Regions from separate parts of the Drosophila melanogaster genome. Here region 2 is linked to region 1. A link is a contact called in public Hi-C data. All regions are on one chromosome and are shown on one strand. The core of a region is the stretch at or near the end of the contact, and the rest is flanking DNA. Distances in the headings are between cores, read along the strand shown. Region 1 holds the start of CG3176. Region 2 holds the start of Rbf (Retinoblastoma-family protein).

Region 1 (3,343 bases), core at 266-2,765:
AGTGCGCGCCACGCAGGCACTGGCCGTGAAGAGAGTCGCACCCTTCCTGCTTATCTTCACCATTCGCCAAATGGTAGCAACCGAAAGGCCCACGACGCTGTTCGAAAAGGTGTGTTTTACGTTAAGGGAACGCCATTGGCCAAGTCGAAGTCAAAATTCAAGTTTCGCAGCATTCCGAAGAATAGATCAACGATTTTTGTTTCGTGTTAAGAAGTATATGGTTCTATATTCTTTAAGGAGTAATAATTGCCATTTTTTTATTCTATGCGTCCACGTAGTATATATATTTTTATAGTGGGCTTACTTTGACTAATAATACGATTTTCCCCAGATCAAGGTCCACATAGTGCGCGTGTGCCATGAACTGATCGGTATTTGCGATCACCGTGCCGGACACTTCATCCTACGCTCCAGCAATGAGGCCGGCGCCAGGATGTACGAAGGATTGGTGAAGGATCACGAGAAGTACCACAAATTTAGGGGCAAGGTGTAGGTAGAGACAAGGAACGAGTACACCTGTAAATTTTTTTTTATATTTATATGAAATACCAACTCTTTAAATATAGAAATATAAAAATGATTGAGTTGTCCAAAATTTGTACTGCTTCAGAACTTAAAATTTAACAAGCACTGTGACCTTGCTGAGTGCTTGTTTGTGTGAAGCCGAACATCTGGCAGTACTCGCACAGCGCTAACGAAGAATAGATCAAAGATTTTTGCCTAATGTTAAATACTATATAGCTCTATATTCTTTAAAACGTAATACATTTGACATTTGCTTGATTGTTTGATGCCCTAGCTGAGGAACATCTGGCAGTGCTCGCACAGCGGATCCTCCTCTTCTTCAATTCGATTACCACTGGAAATAAGATGATGGTCGATTGATTTTTAAACTAACGGGTTTCCCTAGGGGGATGCTTCTTCCTTCTGGGACTTAACTCACAATAAAGTCACGCAGTTGCGGCAAATAAACTTGGCGCACTCGCCGCAGGAGTAGCCACACTCCTCGCAGAGATCCATCACGCAGTTGACGCATATGTCGTGGATGAGTGTTGGGAGCTGGCAGCAGCGCGATTTCAGGGGCGGATTCGACAAGTCGATGGAATGGTTGCGCAGAATGATGGAACCATCGCCCAGCAGATAGTACTGCTCGCATAGGGCGGGCTCCTCCTGGCCTGGCCCCAATGGATTCAGGGTATTCTGGCCCTGACCTTGCCCATTGCCGGTTTCGCCATCGAAAAGCATTTTGATTGTCTTCTCTGCAAAATAAATAGCAAAACGGAGATTTCCAGTTCAGGGTTAGACACCTCAAGGACGCCGCTCTTCCATCAGCTTCGATGGAACGTGACATATAACAGCAAAAAAAAAAGAATATTTACTTGATTTGTTTGAGGTCAGCGAGAAGTGCAATCAGAACCCTTAAAATTTCCAAATTGCAATGACAGTAAAATAGTGAGACCGATCGCGGGAAACAAGCTGACTTGACCCCATTCAAAATGCCAAAATCAGTAAATCACAAAATCGATTAATTTGCCAATCGATTCTTACTTGCAATTGCGAATTTCTGAACACTGTAGCAGTTTATTGCCAATCTCTTCGTGGGGTTATCCCCGTAAATTTGTGGTCGCTGCTTTGCTCCATTTTTTGTTCTCGTGTTTAACGGTTTAAACTGAACTCATCTTTGCATTGAGCAACAACAAGCCCGACATAACTGCACTCTGAGCGGCGCTTCCTCTCCGATCTACCACCCGCTCCATTACAGGAAGTAGGAGTAGGTGAGTTGGTGCAAGTGGGACAATGCTTTACATACCAAGGACCCTCTTCATCTTTCGTGGTCCGCGGGGGTCGCCCATTTCTGTTCAAGATTGTCTGCCCATGGTTCTCAGCTCTGAGCTGCTCCAGGATGCCCTGCGGTCCAGCAACAAGCTTCTATTCGAATGCTATGGCAGCCTGATCAGATGCTATCAGGAGTGCGTTGAACTTCGCAAGGATAACAAGGATCGGACTAAGAGCCAAGACTACTGGGATGCAGAGTTTGTAGGTTCTGTGATCAAGCAGCTGGCAGAGATGGTTCGCCGCTCTCAGGAGCCTGAAAAGCTGTTAGAAGAGAACAATTCGAAAACTGTTCGTCCTCTTGTCACTCGGTGGGTGCTTTTCGTGTTTATAAGTATTGAACAAACCAAACAACAATGTTGCTATATTTTTAGTTGAACTATCGCGATGCTAATGCGACACGCTTGCTGAATGTGGCGCTCACCCATCGTCAACGTTTGCATTTGGATCCGGATGAGATAGAGTTCGTGCTAAGCAGCTATTGGAGGCAATTGAATACAGACATTGAGGTGGGCGACACATTTGCCAGTTCAGCACTGGATTGTCTGGAGCCGGCCATTAAGCTGATCCTTGGCTATAAGACTAACGAGGATTTCCTACTGCTCCTGCGCCGTCTCTCCTCACAAGTGGAGTAAGTGGCACGCCCTGCGTCGCAAACGCAGCACATGGCGCTCCAAAATGTGCTAACCCTTTTGGCTCTCTTTGCCAAATGCTCGTTGAGCAGCGTGAAGGGAGCGGTGAGTCTTCCCCAGTACCTTATTCTCGTTCCATAATGTTCTCTTTAGATGCTTAATGACCATTTCAACCGGAACCCAAAGACTTGGCATATTCTGGTCATGCCCTATGACTCCTAGAGGCCCAGCGCAATCTGGCTGGGAATCGTACGGTCCCTCTCACAGGAGAGTCCCTGGATTGCCTTTTTGGCAGCATGTTGGATGTAGACATCAAGCACTTGATCAGCCACGGCGGCAGTTGGCAGCACAGACAACCTGATTGTAACAGCACAACACAGTAACCTGATGTCACCCCGATCAGCCTAGCTCAGTGTCCTGTGGCAGGATCTAATCCAGGCCATCATTAGCTATCGCGCGGAAAGAAAGCTGACACAGGACATAAGTGAAACGGAGGTGGATGGTTTGGCGGACTTGGGTCTGAAACTGGCCACTGTAATGGCCACAGTGCGCGCCACGCAGGCACTGGCCGTGAAAAGTCGCACCCTTCCTGCTTATCTTCACCATTCGCCAAATGGTAGCAACCGAAAGGCCCACGACGCTGTTCGAAAAGGTGTGTTTTACGTTAAGGAAACGCCATTGGCCAACTCAAGGTCATGATTTAAGTTTTCTAGCATTCCAAAGAATAGATCAAAGATTTTTGCTTAATGTTAAATACTATATAGCTCTATATTCTTTAAAACGTAATACATTTGACATTTGCTTGATTGTTTGATGCCCTAGCTGAGGAACATCTGGCAGTGCTCGCACAGCGGAGCCTCCTCTTCTTCAATTCGATT
Region 2 (3,343 bases), core at 487-2,986, 320 kb before region 1:
TTCGCATACCGGAAAACTAATCACCCACTTTAATCACCGGAAACTGGGGGATGTGGACCTGGCGCCTCACGCGTTGCTTAGCCGGCGAGACAAGTTCATGGACATTTGCCAGAAACAAGTAATGACGAGTCAGGGCTGCTTGGCGTCAGAGGGAACACCAATCCCCGCCGACCTGGAGGTCACTTGGCAGAGTCATAGCATCATTGACTGCCTTGCTCTCCGCAAGGTGCGTGCAGAGATGAATTTAGCTGATCAGAAGGCGGCCAAGAATCTTGTGGATCGCGTTGAGGTGCACCACAAGACTTTGCAGACGGAGGAGGCGGAGCGAAGGAAATTGATTATTGACAAGGCAAATTCTGCGAGGAACTTGACTATTGACAAGGCAAACTCTGCGAGGATCTTGGCTATTGACAAGGCAACCTCCGCTAGGAAATTGACTATTGACAACTCAACCTCCGCGGGGACATTGACTATAGACAAGGCAACCAACGCGAGGAAATTGACTATTGACAAGGGAACCTCCGCGAGGAAATTGACTATTGACAAGGCAACCTCCGCGAGGAAATTGACTATTGACAAGGCAACCTCCGCGAGGAAAATGACTATTGACAAGGCAAAATCCACGAGGAACTTGACCATTGACAATGCAACCTCCGCGAGGAAATTGACTATTGAGAAGGCAACCTCCGCGAGGAAAATGACTATTGACAAGGCAAAATCCACGAGGAACTTGACCATTGACAATGCAACCTCCGCGAGGAAATTGACTATTGAGAAGGCAACCTCCGCGAGACGTTTCTCTAGACCAAAAAGATATGTCAGCGGGTATATTTCCAAAAGAAAATCGATCGGAAAAACGGAGTCTTTGTCGCGCGGTGCATACATCCCCGATCCTGAGCTCAACCGCGCGATAGCCAAGTACGGTGTGTCTGCTAGTCAACCGTTCAAAAGACAGCATTGCCTTGTGCTGGAGAAGCATCCCGACAGAACCCAGATCCCGAACTCCAGAACCAACACCAGTGGCTGTAAGTCCGACGGCTCTTCAACACCCATTTGGAGAAGTGCTAGAACTGGTGCGGATCAGAATACGCAGGCAGAGAGTTCTGACTCTTTCAATTCCTCCAATTCCTTCGAGAGCTCCAGTCTGGCCAGCGATTCTCAAGAAAACCACGAGCTGTCCACGGCGGCAGGTCTGACGGCGGCCTTTATGCGGCGACACATGCTATTCCACCTCCTGGCCAGGAGGTTCAGAAGACGGTATCTACGTTAGCCACGTCGTAGCTCGGGTCGTATGTGCTGCGACAGCAAGTTCTCTAAATTGTATAGTGTATATGTATGTATGTTAGTAGCTGAATCGCGAAGAATTCCCGCGAATTTCCATAAAGTTCAAAGCAGTATTTAAATTTGCGGCTATCGATTACAACTAGCTATATCGCCGATGTGCAATGCTCTTGAACGCTAACCAACACTGTCAGTTTACCGCACACATGCAAATAGCATTGTGCATTGCAAATAAATTATATGTGTACACATATTTTTGTCAATTATTTCGTTCTAATTCATTTTAGGGTCCCCCAATTTAGGTATGTATGCAACACGACATACTGCTTGCAGTCACTGCATAACTCGCCAAGCACTGTAGTAATACCACCCCACCACGTTTAAACTGGCCGAATGCGCGCGTCGGTGTGACCGCATGGCTTTGCTGGCGAAATACCGGCCGCCCAACTAAAAATCCATTAACTTGTATTAACGTGTCAGACTCTGACTATGCAATCGCAATTGCAAAATCTTTAAGTAGTGGCAATAAATTAGTTTTCCTTCTGCACAAGTCCATCCCTAGGGCCACATCGTCCGCGCAGCCCTAGAAGTGGATAGTTCGAACGCGGAGTGGATCACACGCACCTGCCCGCCGCAACTAGTCAAGTTTCCCGCGTTTTCCATGGCGATTAAGTTGTGAAATAGTTATTTTGTTAATGTGTTTTAACCAACAACCGTGGCCGTGGTGTGGTCCTGGCTAATCGCAGCATCCCAGCGCTGTTTGTTCTGTCCCCTCGCCTGCTCTTTTGTTGTGTTCCTCAGAAAAGGGTGTATCGCGAACACACACACACGCGACAAACACTCGCACACAAACACACACGCCCAAATCATTTCGGCGGGAAACTTCATTATTTCTGTAATTAAGTGTAAGCTCTCGCAGTTACATGTCCGCGAGGAGCGCGGCGGCAAGCGCAGCATACACCGGCAGCCACTAGGCGCCAGGCCACTAGACGTAAACAGCGGCGCCAGGCCCGCAACGCCCCGGTTAGCCGGCTAGCTCCAATTCAGGCGCCTCCGTCTCCGATTTCCGACTCCAGGCTGTCGCCAGAAGCAGCGGCCGCCGCTGCAAGCATACGCAATCAGCCGGGACAGAGACATCATTCGCAGACATGAGCGAGCCTGACCCGCAGGAACTGGGAGCTGAGGTGGTCAGCGGATTGGTGGCGACCAGCGACGACCGCCTGGAGATGATCAACGCCGAGTACACGAACCTATGCCGGGATCTAAACATGGATCGGCAGACAGAGCTGCAGGGCTACGAGACGTACTTAGAGGTGTCCCAGAGGTGCTCCATGGAGGTGAGCTTCGAAGTGGCAGCAGTAGCCTCCAACCTAACGTCCTTTCTTTCATTCTTTCTGTGCATTGCCTGCCTAAAAGGGCACAGCCAGCCACTGGATGTGCTGCGCCATTTACACGGCCTGCCGAAGAACCAGCACACCCACGGTGACTGGCCAGAATGCAGTGGTCAAGGGTAATTGTGTGTCCTTAAACAATTTGCTGCGCTGCTGCAAGATGAGGTGGGTTGCCGTTTATGCCTGCAGTTTCACACCTAACCATTTCCACAATCCCCACCCACAGCATCTACGAGTTCAAGACCAAAATTAAGCAGTGGTGCGACATGGCCAACCTGCCTCAGGAGTTTGTCAACGAGATTGAGGATCTGGACCGCAAGTTCAGCATTACATTCATGCTGCACAAGCGTTTCCGCATTATTATGGACATGATCTTCTCGTGCCCGCCCAACGAGAAGAAGCACTCCAAGTACATGTGCGTATATCATCATGTCAGCCTGACCCCGTGTATATAAAAAGCTTCCCTCTTTGGAACAGTTCTCTGCATGGCAACCACGCCCACGGAAAGTGCTCGTACATCAAGCTGGACGACATCTGCTGGCGCCTGTTTCTCTGCGCCAAGAACCAGAAGCCGAGCAACACCGTGGACCTGGTGACATCCTACAATCTGATGATTTGCTGCATAGACCTGATATACAACAATGTGCTGGCCGAGAAGCGCACCGATCTCA

Evidence for each region. A called contact is a pair of places that touch in the nucleus more often than the background predicts.
Region 2: a Hi-C map of the S2 cell line shows a contact between it and region 1, with 4 times the contacts expected there. The contact joins the promoter of Rbf here to the promoter of CG3176 in region 1. A contact is called at or near these places in 13 of 107 Hi-C or Micro-C datasets (the D17-c3 cell line, the Kc167 cell line, the ML-DmBG3-c2 cell line and 7 more).

What each region holds. Positions count from the first base shown.
Region 1 is chrX:480,034-483,376 of dm6, reverse strand. CG3176 reads right to left here and starts at 1,515. Exons shown (of 2, transcript NM_001272167.1): 1 at 1,380-1,515; 2 at 609-1,259. The coding sequence starts at 1,245. The coding sequence ends at 940. It overlaps CG18273, which reads left to right. Exons shown (of 6, transcript NM_130487.4): 5 at 1-109; 6 at 332-600. The coding sequence ends at 493. It overlaps CG32817, which reads right to left. Exons shown (of 4, transcript NM_001272166.1): 4 at 3,211-3,343. The coding sequence ends at 3,284. It also overlaps the pseudogene CR18166.
Region 2 is chrX:799,872-803,214 of dm6, reverse strand. Rbf (Retinoblastoma-family protein) reads left to right here and starts at 1,736. Exons shown (of 8, transcript NM_080297.3): 1 at 1,736-2,618; 2 at 2,698-2,837; 3 at 2,899-3,087; 4 at 3,150-3,343. The coding sequence starts at 2,430. CG13359 reads left to right here. Exons shown (of 1, transcript NM_130505.3): 1 at 1-1,546. The coding sequence ends at 1,270.